2 separate regions of the Gossypium hirsutum genome follow, and region 1 is linked to region 2. Evidence: chromatin contacts called from public Hi-C data. All regions are on one chromosome and are shown on one strand. The core of a region is the stretch at or near the end of the contact, and the rest is flanking DNA. Distances in the headings are between cores, read along the strand shown.

Region 1 (6,763 bases), core at 133-2,632, 220 kb after region 2:
CAAAATTCCCTTCGTATTAATATGAAAATCATTGAAACTTTGTTGTTACAACAAGCATACGTGCTGCAGCATGTTTACAAGCTGCATGCTCTTCAACAAAAAAATTATCACAGAGCATAGTTGGCCAATTTTCAATATCGACACATAAGGAAACGAGTGTAGATGATTCCTTGGAAGTAGTGAAAAGCTTGATGAAATGATCTTGCACTAAGTTCTCTATATCTCTTCTTTTAGTTATCCACTTTCCATTAACATCAAAAAGCCCCATGATTTTATTACAATTTATTCATTTCATTGCTTGTTGCACGTTTGTGAGCAATTAGGAAAATATTTCTTGCATCTTGCTTCCTTATTATGTGTATTGTTTTCTTCTTTTGCTGCTGATAAAACGCCAACCATCGATCTTAACTTGCCTCGTTTTCCAAACTCAAATATTCAATTTCTTTTATTTGAAATCTCCTTTGTGGATATAGAAAAAGCAACTTGGTTCCTCAAACCTTTTAAAGCCCCAAGTCCAAACTACACCCATTTTCTATCAACACCTTTGGTCTGAAGTGAAGTAGAAAATCATCTCGACGGTTTCTAAGATTTCTATGACTTTCCTAAATGTCGTTGTTCCCACTACCTTTAATGAGACATTGGTCGCTCTTATTCCCAAATCCAAAGAGGCAACCTCTTTTTCACAATTCCGCCTGATTACTCTAGGTAATACGATCTACAAGATTATCACATAAGTCATGGTTATGAAACTAAGGCCCCTTTTATATAGGATAATTTCTCCATTTCAGGGTAGTTTTGTTCCTGGAAGGCACTCCTCGAATAATGTCACTATTGTCTAAAAGATTATGCACTTGCTCAAAAAGATGAAAGGGAAAAATTGTGCTATGGTCATTAAGTTGGATCTTGAAAAAGTGTGTAATAAGCTGGAATGGAGTTTTCTCTTCTTTTTTGGTTTTTCGATTTTTTGGATAAATTTAATCATGAATGAAAAATAAATAAAAGCTTAGTTTAATATTGCTTCTCAAAAGCACTTTTGAGCTTAAAAGCATCTTATTTAGCAATATTTTTTTTATGTTAAAAGTGCTTTTTATACTAAAAGTGCTTTTTAGAAGTGATACTAAATTAGTCTGGAATAAAAATCACCAAAAAAGAAAGTCTAAATTTTGAGTTGACCATAAAATTCTTTTTGAAAAATTTTATAATATGATTCAATAAAAAAAACTGAAATATGTTTTTCTTAAGAATTTTGGTTTTGATTGTTTTTCCTGATTCTCATGTTAAAGTTAAGAGAGAGAAATTATTTTGTAGAGGAATTAATTTGTTCAATTTTGAAATTGATAATGTATATATATACACAAAGGTATAATTCAGCTGTCTAAGCTAGTCAGTGACCCGTTTAAGGCTGCGTACTGATCCGACCCGACCCATATGGACATGTTTATTAACTAAACACCCCTGCAGTAATCCTGGAGAATTCCTAAAAGGAACAAGTGGGGAAGAGAAGCTTAAGCTAAAAGAGCTCTTTATCAATTTCCATGGCGTCGCGTTCCCTCTTTCTTAGTCTCAGACGGTAACTATCTTCATTCTCATAAATTTCCATTTCAAAGAATTTGTTTTTTTTAAAAAGATAATTTTATTAAACTGGATCAAATACAATTCTTATTAGCTGTTGTTAAGTTAAAATCTTTTCATTTCTCAAACATCAATTTTCCCAAACTGTAAAATACATATATGTGTGTGTGTGCAGGAGAAGCAGCCAACGGTGCATGTCGAGGCTGTTGTCTTCGGGCTCCGTCAGCACCGAATACACGGACGATTATATAAATAATTCGGAAACCGATGATCTGAGAAGCCGCATTTTCCGGTTGCGCCTCCCGAAACGGAGCGCCACCACCGTTATAGAGAAATGGGTGGGTGAGGGCAACCGGGTTTCCTTCTCTGACCTCCGCCAAATTTCTAAAGACCTTAGAAAATCTCAGCGTTTCAAGCATGCTCTCGAGGTATATTTTTACTCAGTAATTGAAGTCAATTAGAATGAAATTAAGATTTGGGTGTTGTTGGGTTGGTTTGATTTGCCTAAAGAATCTAGAAATGCTTGCTTAGTTTAATAATCCTTGATGAAACTTTCCATCACTTTTGCGGCTTCAGAAAAATAATGCTTGAATCCTTAGATTTGATTAACCTTGATTGGGTCAATTGGATTCATAGCAATTAGACTTGTCAACTTGACCCGAATCCTACTCAATCAACTTGGAATCAAACTCAACCCAACTTAATTTGATCATAAGAAGTTTACAACCCAAACCTGAAAGGATCTGATTCCAAAACTGGCACGAACCTGAATGAACCGAACTCAAAATGACTCAAACCAATAACCCGGCCTAAAAACCTTGGCCTCCAACCTGAAAGATCCAATGGATCTTAACCCAAGGTTTACCTGAACCAATATTACGCAAAAATTTTAAAAACTTGAATTGACTCAATTTAAATTGACTTGATTCAAAATCAACTTGGCTTGCCCAATTGACATGTCTGATAGTAATCCATTGCTTAGGGGAATGGTCTGATTTGTTGCAAATGTTAAACAAATAATTAAAGAGATAATATGTGTGTGTGTGTGTGTGTGTGTATTTGTCAACAAATAGAGAATATCTTAGTATGTATGTTAGGTTAATCTTTTGTCTACAGAAGATTTTTGCAACACATTAGGGTTTGCCATTTGATTAGCTTGGATGTAGGGTGTAAATGAGACAGTGTTGTTATCAAACTATTCAAGTTTGACTAGAAAAAACTTGAATTTGATTTAGTAATTATCAAGTTGAGTTCAAGCTTTAGTAGCTCGAGTTATCAATCAAGCCAAATTCAAGCACCTTAATGCTCAATCCGAACAGCTCATGAGCCTAATCAAGCTTTTCATTTTAATATGTTTTACGTTATGAAATTACATTTTTACCCTTATTATATAGAAAGAGCTTAAGTACAAGCTCATATGAACTGGCTTAATCGATCTTGATTTCAATCTTGAGTATGAAAATTGATAAATGAGTTTAGTTGAGCTCAAACTCTAGTAGTTCTATTAAGTCTTGAGCCAAGCTCAAGCTTAGAAATATATGTTTGATCGAGCTCAAGCCAAGCATCGACCGTTGAATTTTGAGTCAAGCTCGAGCTTGAGCTTACCATTATTTGAGTTCGGTTTGATTCAATCCAATTACACCCCTACTTGGATGTTTAGCTATATAGCAACAGTGATCTTGTAATGTTAACTACGGATATATCATACATGTCTCGTCTTTTGTAGTAGATTTAAGTCTCTACTAAGGCTTGCTTGTAGAAGTGCACTATTTACCTCTTTCACTTTAGAGTTCATTCACTTCCTCTGATCCATTGAAATACGAAAACTTTCTTCTCGCTTGCGGTTTTTGTAAGTGTAATTTGATTACTATTATAGTGTCTCACAGTCACTTTATTATTTCACCTGTTCTTTGTTTCAGTTATAAGAGGGCATGTTGTGAAAGTTGGTTTTGATGAGAATTTTTATCGATACCAAGAATGATTTTCTTTTTTCGAGTGTGAGATATAAAAGTCCGATGTTATGGATGTAGGAAAGTCCCAAATCCCTTTTTCTTTCTGTTATAATAGTAGTCCTTTGTGAGTTGCACCTTGCAACATTAGGTTAGTCTCTTTTTCGTTTCCCCTTTCTAATATCAGAAACAAAGTTGGTCAAATTACAGGTTTTATTCCCTGTACTATACTTTTATTTGGATACATTGAAGAGGGTGTGTCTCAGGGCTCAATCCTTGGATGTAGGTTCCAACACCTAACACCTTAACCACTGCACTAGTGAGATGGCCAATCCGTGTACTGTAATTTGGAATAATTTTGTTCTCTTACTATTATTAATAGTATGCCTTAGTCCAAATCATTGACACCGTTTCTCATAAGTCAGCTGATGTATTTTATTTAAAAACCTGACAATCGAATTTCTTACATCATTTAAAAGATGAAATTTTGGTAACCAGAATAGTTATTTTTCATTAATTTGTCATAAAAAGAATTTTCTAGCTCAATCTCATGACTTGGACTCTTTTTTTCTTTAAAAATAATTTCACCTTAGCAGACTAATAAATTATTTTTAACGGTGAGAGCGATTTGCATCAAGACAACATTAATGATAGTAATAGTGGCAGGGTCAGGTTATGCCAAATTAAAGTACAATACTTCAATCTCCAAGTTGAGTATAGTGTTAGGCCAAAAACCATAATTTGACCAACAAAGCTTCATCTTGCATCTGTGTGGAAATGTTTGTGCCTTATAGTTCGTGTGGCTTTTGATTTCGCGGTTAGAATTGATTGTCAATTTTCTTTACCTTACCCATTCGAGCTTGCAGATATCAGAATGGATGGTTAGTCATGAAGAATACAAGTTATCAGACACTGACTATGCTATTCGTATTGACTTGATGACAAAAGTTTTTGGTATTGATGCTGCTGAACGCTATTTCGAAGATTTACCTCTGACTGCAAAGACAAGTGAAACTTACACTGCTCTTCTCCACTCTTATGCTGCCGCAAAATTGACTGAAAAGGCCGAAGAACTTTATGAGAGGATAAAGGGGTCAAAGCTCTCGTTCTCTGCCCTTCTCTACAACGAGATTATGACTCTGTACATGTCAGTTGGGCAGGTCGAGAAGGTTTCTTCCGTTGTAGAAGAACTGAAGAGACAGAAAGTTGAACCAGATATCTTTACTTACAATCTTTGGATAAGTTCATGTGCTGCAGCTCTAAACATTGATCAAGTTCAAAGGATTCTGAATGAAATGAGATGTGACTCCGGTTGCAATGATGATTGGCAGAGATATATCAACCTTGTAAATATTTATGTAACTGCCAGCTGTCTTACAAGTGCCGATTCGATCTCTCCTATCGAAATAGAGAAAGGCATCACACAAAGAGAATGGATAACGTACGACTTTCTTGTCATGCTGTATGCAGGCTTGGGGAACAAAGATAAAATTGATCAGATATGGAAATCTCTAAGAATGACGAAACAAAAAATGACAAGCAGAAACTACATATGCATTCTTTCATCGTATCTGATTCTTGGGCATATGAAGGAAGTGGGAGAAGTTTTTAATCAGTGGAAACAGTTGACAACCACAGAGTTCGATATATCTGCCTGTAACAGCATTTTGAGTGCATTTGAAGATGCCGGGTTGATGGAGAAAGCCAACGACTTACATATGCTTCTGATTAGTGGGAACTGCAGTCCCACAAACAAGTAGGAGCCTGTTGCAATTAAATGTGGGAACACCTCCATGGAAACTGTACTTGAGAGAGAAAAGAAATCGATTACTCGGTGTCGGTGATTGAATTGCAGTTACAAGAAATGGCTGACTGTTGGTACTGGTAATCGGTATTTTTACCCTTTTTCTGAATGTTGGTAGGATCTACTGATTCCTGAAATTTAAACTATTTGCTTTTGTTTTCCATGATTGATGGATGAATAGAAATACGTAGAGCTGCTGTTTGATTTGATCATATGTTTATATATTTTATGTAATGGGCATATCTTGCAGCAGCCTTGTTGATTTGATCATAAAGATTTCAAAAATTTTAACCCATCTAACTTGAACCCGAATTTTCTGAAATCCAAATGGATCCAAGTCTGGAACTAGCTTAGACTCAAAATTATACTAACACAAATAGAATAGGAAGTGGTTTGAAAATTTTTAACATGAAACAATTCTAAAATGATGTAAATCCCCCAGTTTGCTGGTCTATTGCAGGGTCCTATAGATAGATGATAAATATGGGTCAAGAGACTTTGTTTATTATTACTGTTGTTATTATAGATTTTTATAATATCTGTTCTTTTTGATACAATGAGTACTTAGAATTATTTATAATTCCTCTTCAACTCGGAGGATAATGTGTTTTAGCGTACTTAAACTCACGTCCTTCTCACCGGCAACGATACTAATGTCAATTGAACTAAAACTCAATTGGTTTATAATTATTATTTTCATCTTAATTGAAATTATAGTAAAATTTAGCTCTTTTTTTTTTAAATTTAAAAAGTTGTGTTAACAATCACGCTAAAAGGAGATTATGATTTGCAAAAAGCTATATAGAAAACTGTTGGTTTTTCCCTACTTGTGACCTACAAACAAGTTGAGACCGTCAAGTTAAACTAAACCCACAGAAAGAAGAAAAAGAAGATTCAATAAGAAAAAGAAGAAAAAAATCACAACAAAGATGGCAAATATTTCATAACTAGAGGTGCTGAAGTGTAATCTTGAAAAAATTCAAGTTCAAAAAATAATAAATGTGTATTTATTTAAATTTAATTATAAAAATATTACTATACAATTATTATTTTTATACTTTTTAAATAGTAAAACTAGCCACTTAAAAAAAATTAAAATCCAACCCAAGTGGCAGATGAATTGGAACGAGGCATCCAATCCAACCATGAACAAGTAAGCAAAACCCGATTATCAAGTTAAGCATTGATAAATGGAATTCACATTGAAGTTTGAAATGCTTTATATCCCATATATTTCAATGCAGTGTACATTGGAATCTTCTAATATTCTTCTTTACGCAATTACCTCTTCTTTTTAAGTATATTGTCTTCTACCTAGCTGGCTACTTCATAATAATAATCCCCATAGTGTAGGCTAAAATAAAAATAAAAATTAACACTAGTATTTATGAATGTGTATATATTTTAAAAAAATTAATAATGTTAAACTTACTTTATT
Region 2 (7,096 bases), core at 2,985-5,484:
TGAATAATTAGTATCTATTTGAGTTTTAAAGACATTGAACCAAAAACATTATCAGACAAAAGAGATAAACCTTCCCATCAAGAATGACAAGTTCACCATCAACCCATCGTGGATTTCGAAAGCCTGGCTCAGCAAGCCTCCCTTGTCCTTTATATCGAGCAACCTGAGTTGCAAAAAAGAACACAAAATCTCCTTAACGTTTGAAGAAGGTACGAAAAGGAAAAGTTCAAACAAATACGAGCTAAGAATGTAAGCTAAAATGCACCACTCCAAATTCTTCAGGAATTATTCCTTTATGTGGGAGCTGATATCTTTTACCAACTCTGGCTCGAAATGCCACCTGTAGAAATTCCAAGGTATAGTATAAGGAGACTAACCAAATAAAGGTAGGTAATCATTCCAAAGAGGAACTATTAACTTAAAAACAAACAAGACATTCAGCTACATTTGAAATTTATAAATCATTCGGCACTGCAAAATTAATGGAATCCTACATTCAAGCTCAATTAAAGCTACCTCTATTCATAACAGAAAGTTAAATTAAATGATGAAATCACCTGGCCTGCTGGCACATAAGGATCCCCGGTTAGTTTTTCAGCTTCCACATATTCATAAAATTCAAGATCTGAAGGCTCCTTAGTCCCACTATCCCCTTGCCACTGGCCAAATTTGCGTCTAAGATGAATGACTTCAGAAGTGTAAAGCCCATGCGCACCGACATATAGTCCTGATCAAACCAACATAATGTAAATACAATATTCTACGATAGTTGATAGGCATGAATAACCATCATGGCAAAACAATAGAGGACAATGTAAAATAGTGTAAACAAAACGAGAGAATAAATTATCATTTCATCAAAATATCAAGAAGCAGAACAGATGGTGTTAGAAATCACCGTTTAGAGGATCTGGTGATGCTGCAGTTTCAATGCGATGGAAAGTTGTTGATCCAGATAGTGGTTGATGATTTTGAGCTTGATTGAGAGTGAGATTTATTAATTCGCCAACATCTTTCAGCACCTGCATTGTGGAAATCAGTTAGCAAACCAAGCATTATAGCGTAGAAACTTAAAACGGGAAATGATCTGTAAAACTCAATCTACAAAATTTATTCATCGTGTTTATTTAATATGAACCCACCTTCAAAGGTATCTTGTCTCTGCCACTGCCAATAAATTTAGCAAGATCAAACATTATGTTATCTACGCTACGTTGGCTTTGAGCCTTTGGTTTCCTATCCGTCGAACCCTTTGTCTTGAGACTAGAAACTTGTTGGTTTACGTCTTCTTCTATAGAAAATGAAAATGTTAGTTGCCCCTTTTTCACTAGCTTAGCAGGCACTCTAACTGAGTCCAATGCAGGTACACTGCCAGAAAGTTTTTCTACAAGACCACCAACGACAACTTTAACTGCAATTTCACCTCGCTTATCACTATCAATAAACCCACTATCAACATCCATCTCAAACTGATCTCTCTCATGGTCATTTTCACTCTTAAGTTCATCATCCAATTCTATACTTTCCACCTCAGCATCTTTATCTTCGTCGTCTTCATCAATGATCTGCTCAATCACCTTAGATATAAAATCTTGGTCCACTTTCCCGGGTGCACTGACTTTCAAGACCTTGACCTTCACCCCAGGAATCATATCTTGCAGTAAATTCTGAAAACTAGTTAGTCCCTCACCCACATCAGATCCATCTTCTGCAACATCATCATCATCATCATCATCTTCATAATCACCATCTTCATCATCTTCTGTACTCACAACAACAAGATTACTTTTGTCTTCACTGGTGACTGATGGAACCCTGCGACTTGTGGCTCCTGATGTTTTAGAAGACACCTTTGAAGGATCTGGGAAAACCCTTCTCTTTTTCAAGTACACTGCCTGAAAAACACCAAATAAGGCTGCATTCGTGAAACATTAAATGCTACTACAAATGGAATACAAAACTACAAATACTAAGCAGGATGTCTGGTACACACAGATATACAAGTGTCCATGTGTATGAATGTGTATATACACCCCGATGGCTTACTGCGCCTCACTGAATCAAACACATATATAACAAGCAATACACCAAAATCATTGGACATATCAACTGATGACAAACTTTCATCAAAGCTAGATATAAGACTTGATTTACTGTCATTATACTCCAACAAAGGATCATGAAGAGACACACACACACACACACTAAAAAGCCAGTTTGAGAATTATCATCATTAGAACCATGAACACAAATATAGAAGGTGACATCCCAAAGTGACCTACAGTAAGCCAGTTTTTCTGTTAATTTAACAGAAAATGCTGCTGTATAAGTAACTTTAACTCAAACATCAGAAAATTATGCAGCAATCCAGAAAGAATGGGAATAAAAGATACCTGCTGTTTGTATTCACCTTTCTTGTTTACAGTAAGAAAGATCTCAAATAAGGGCATACCAGCCGATGCAGTAGTGAGTTGCCTGAAAGGAAAGCATCAGTCTAACAAGAACTCAGAAACATTCATTTAAATTAGAAATCAGTAAGCATGAGAAAGAAGTATAAGAAAACAGGAGCCAATGCCAAATAACTAAAAAAGAAATGCCCCGTACTTTAACTGTATATTTGATATTAGTAGAGCATATACATGTGTGCTCAAACATAGAAATGATCTATACATACATATAAACATGAAAGATTGGAGTGATTACCTAGGACTAAAACTCCTAGCGACATATCTGCCATGCTCGGCAGTTATACGTATAATTAGACCGTGAGGATCTTTGGTATCATCGGATAGACCAGCCCACCATCCAACCTGGAACCCAAGACCATAAAACCAAACAACATTTACTTAAAACCGCTATAAAGGAACCATTTTTTTCTTCAAAATAAAATTAAAACTTACCAACCCAGTACCGGCAGTGTCTCGTAAAAATGCTGCATCCTTGAAACGTTCTTCCACTACTGCTTTCTGAAATGACAATAAATCAGGTCAGCACTCAGCAAGAACAATGGAAATTCCTTCCGTTTTCCCCCTTAAAAAAATTAAATAAATGAAATTTAATTCATACATTAAAATGGGACATGGTTCTGCCAACAGTGTCATTTGTAGAAGCAGCTGCAATTGCAACTTTTAACCTAGCAGCATCCTCATAATCTTCTTTACATACAGCTTCATATAACTGTGCCTGTTAAAAGGTCAAAAAAGCTTGTAATCAAAGACATTCCATCAATTTTCAAGGTTTTCCCATTTTACAATCATAATCGATCATTACAAACATTGAACTGAATACCTAATTGAACTTGTTCTAACTAATTAAGTGGGGCTCGAACATGAGATTTCAAAATTCCGGCCTCAAACTTACCATTTAACAAGACTTTTTCAAGCTTATTATTTTTTTTTTCAAAAAAAAAAACAGCAAAAAAGAAGCATAGATTCATAAAGACCTTCAAAAGGGACAGGAGCCGTTCTTGTTCATCGACTTGTTCGAAGTGCTTTTTCCATTGATCCCAATCCCAACCTCCCTCTTCGTCTCGTCGCCGCCGTCGGTTCTCAGAAACGCCGCCGGTTTCCGCGGGGTGTTTACGGAAAGGGTTCAAGTACGAATCGAATCGTTTGACGGCACTCTTGATAACGTCTACAACGGCGGAGTCCCACCTCCAGCTAACGGAATTGTTGTCGGAAGAGTTATCGGAGCAGCGGCACAGAGTGGAATCGGGGAACCTCGCCGGCGGGTAATAAAACGATCTTTTAAAAGACGGAAACTGATGGCTCGGGAATGTGAGATTACCAGGTGAAGGAGTTGGGATTGAAGCCATATCTTTATCTTTGCTTTCGTACTAAAATTTCTTCTTCGTTTCTTTCAGGGAAGGAGGGGAAGAAAATTCAGTTATAATTTTCCCAGAAAAGGATGAATTTGAATAGAGTGGGAAAGGAAGAAATTTGGGGTTTGGGTATTTGATTTGTGAAAAGAAGAGAAAAAGAGGTGGCGGAAGCGGCAGTGGTGAGGGTGGCGACTGGTGGTGGTGAGCGTAGAGAGAGTATGCAATTTAGAGATAAAGCAAGTTTTGGTTGCGTTACGTACTTTAACACTTCTGGTAAAAATACTACTATTACCATACCACTTCTGGTATTTATATTAAAAAATATAATTTATGGCTTAGGATTTTTTTTCGCTGAAAAGGGCAAAGACAGAAAAAGAAAAACAGTGAGTGAAGAGTGGAGACATAAACAGAAGACATGTTGGAGGTAATCTCCAAGTAATATTTATATCTAATATCATTTGCTTATATTTTCTGTCAAATTCTAGTTTTAGTCCCTGTATTGTTTTCAACTTCTAATTTGTACGCTTAACTCCTAAATTGGTACCTAAATTATTTTTTTCATCTTGGTGCCTAATTTTTTTTGTTACATGTGGTATCTGAACTATATTTTTTCTCAAGTTGAAACTTATGTTAGTCAAATCGTTAAGTCTATTTTTTTTAAAAAGTTTAACCTACAAATTGGTACGTAAACTATGTTTTTTTTTCTCATTTTGGTACCTAAATATTTTTTAGTCATAAGTGGTACCTAAAGTACCTTTGTTTCCCAAGTTGATACCTCTGCTAGTTTAAAAAAGACAAATATTAGTTTCTCTTATGTATTTATATTCTTTCTATTTTTAATTTTTTCTTTCTTCAAAATCAGACTGATGATTGAACCGATTAGGCCATCAGTTCTCGATTTGATCAATTCATTTGGTTCGATCAAATAAATTATTAAAAAATCATAAAAAAATTTAAAAATAAAGAAATAGGTTCAACCGATTCGTATGGATTCAACCCTTATCTACGAATCAATATCTCAATTTGACTAGCTGATTTGGTCTGGTTCTGGAAACATTGGTTTTAATTGATGAAATAGCTTCTTCAATCCTAACAAGTCGAGCAAGCAGGCGGTGAAGTTCGAAAATAAAGTTAATCGCTAGTGTTTCGACCTCGGGATGGCAAATTTCAAGTATTGCTAGTATTACTAGATACTATAAAGGAACAAGAAAAAAAATAGAGAAAAAAAATAAAAAGAGAAATTATGTAAAAGAAATAAGGGAAATAAAAGAATTAAAAATGTTTTTTTAAGTTTATTGACTAATTTTTTTTAACGAATATAATATTTTGATGTAACATGGATAACAAAAGAATGGTTTAGGTACCACTTGTGACAAAAGAAAATGTTTAGGTACCAAAATGAAAAAAAAACATAGTTTAGATAACGTTTTGACTAACAGATGTACCATTGGGGAAACAAAGTAGTTTAGATATCACTTGAGACAAAAAAAAAGTTTGGGTACAAACATGGAAAAAAGGGTATAGTTTAGTACCAATTTATATAGAACAATTTTAAAAGGTAAATTGCATCTAAGGTCACTAAACTATTAGTAAGTTTATGTTTTGGTCACTCATCTTTAAAATTTTACAAAATGGTCATTGAACGATTTGAGAGTTTTCATTCAAGTTACTAGGTTGTTAAAACCGCTATAGTATGGCCTACACCAATCTAAAGCTCTCAAGCTCTCTCTTCTACAATTCATTTTTTTCATGAAACTATTTTGAACGTTATAAATCTGCAAACTAAAATCCAAACAACTTTCTTCTGACTTTTGAGGCTAACTGTCATATCAACTTGGATCTAATGTATGCTCTTCTACTTATCGATAGGTACTGATTCACTATAACAACTGTTGAATTTTCACTTAGAGCTCACTAGCCAAATTAAAAAAAAAACTTATCAACACAGTAACTTAAATAAAAACTTTCAAATAGTTTAACAACTTAAATGAAAACTTTCGAATAGTTCTGTGATCATTTTGTAACTTTTTGAAGTTTAGTGACTACAACGTGAACTTATTAATAGTTTAACGGCATTGGATGTAGTTTAACCAATTTTAATATAAGTTTGAGCATGTACATAGTAAATTCAAACCAATACAAAGCTCAAATAGACAAAAAACCCAAAATATATCTGGACAAAATCTGTAACACCCCTAACCCATATCCGTCGCAGGAACAGAGTTACGGAGCATTATTGGAGTTTACAGAATAAATACAGTCAATTCATATCATTTACTATTCATATCCAAAATCAAATATATTCAATCATATTGTCCCTTAAATGGACCCTCGAGGCCCAATTTATGAGTTAGAAACAAGTTGGGACTAAATCGGGAATTCAGAGAATTTTTCATGAAATTTTAAAAATTTTCTTAGATGCAGGGGACACATGCCCGTGTGGCTAGGCCGTGTGGCTCACATGGCCAAGTGACACGCCCGTGTCCCAGGCCATATGGGCATTCGATGTGAGACACACGACCGTGTCCCAGCCCGTGTCCTTACCCATGTAACTCTCTGACTTAGGTCACACGACCAACCACACGCTCGTGTGCTAGGCCATGTGGACAATTTAATTTTTGAAAATTAGGTGTAGGAGGCACACGGCCTAACCACACGCCCGTGGGCATGGCCGTATGTCACACACGACTAAGACACACGCTTGTGTCTCTACCCGTGTGGACGAAAATAGGCCATTTTCAAGGCCATTTTTCTCACCCATTTTGCCTTCCACCTATAACAACATTTAAACACTTTCCCCAACCAATTCAAGACATTTAAACCAAGCCAAAAATAAGTATTATGCATGATATTTCATCACATATATTCATGTATTCAAACTTACCTAATTGTGTAATCATGTAAATTTACCAAAATTCAATTCAACCATACTAAATACACATATATTAAACATGATATAGACTTATACATATTCATCAAACATGTAACAGCCCGATTTTAGCTAAATTAGAATAGTGGTTTTGAAACTACAAATACGAAATCATAAAATTATTTTAATATTATTTTAAGTGTTTATAGTATGTTATTTGATATGTGTGAAAATTTCGTGATTTAATTTTACCGTTTGTGTGTTTAATTTGATAAAAAGGACTTAATCGCGTAAAATACAAAAGTTGCATACTATTTGTTTAAAGTGCTTAATTGCTATGATTAATTAAATTAAAAGTCCTTATGATGATATTAGACCACTGGTAGTGTTAATGGACATTAATGTAC

Evidence for each region. A called contact is a pair of places that touch in the nucleus more often than the background predicts.
Region 1: a Hi-C map of leaf shows a contact between it and region 2, with 1.7 times the contacts expected there. The contact joins the promoter of LOC107920605 here to the promoter of LOC107920344 in region 2. A contact is called at or near these places in 2 of 34 Hi-C or Micro-C datasets (both in leaf).

The regions. Positions count from the first base shown.
Region 1 is chrD13:6,531,819-6,538,581 of Gossypium_hirsutum_v2.1, forward strand. It overlaps LOC107920605 (pentatricopeptide repeat-containing protein At5g09450, mitochondrial), which reads left to right and starts at 1,383. Exons shown (of 3, transcript XM_016850399.2): 1 at 1,383-1,570; 2 at 1,748-2,000; 3 at 4,388-5,532. The coding sequence starts at 1,536. The coding sequence ends at 5,281.
Region 2 is chrD13:6,304,763-6,311,858 of Gossypium_hirsutum_v2.1, forward strand. LOC107920344 (protein EXECUTER 1, chloroplastic) reads right to left here and starts at 4,235. Exons shown (of 12, transcript XM_016850009.2): 1 at 3,443-4,235; 2 at 3,067-3,183; 3 at 2,901-2,966; 4 at 2,704-2,810; 5 at 2,394-2,475; 6 at 1,143-1,895; 7 at 899-1,022; 8 at 558-727; 9 at 266-340; 10 at 71-163. The coding sequence starts at 3,814.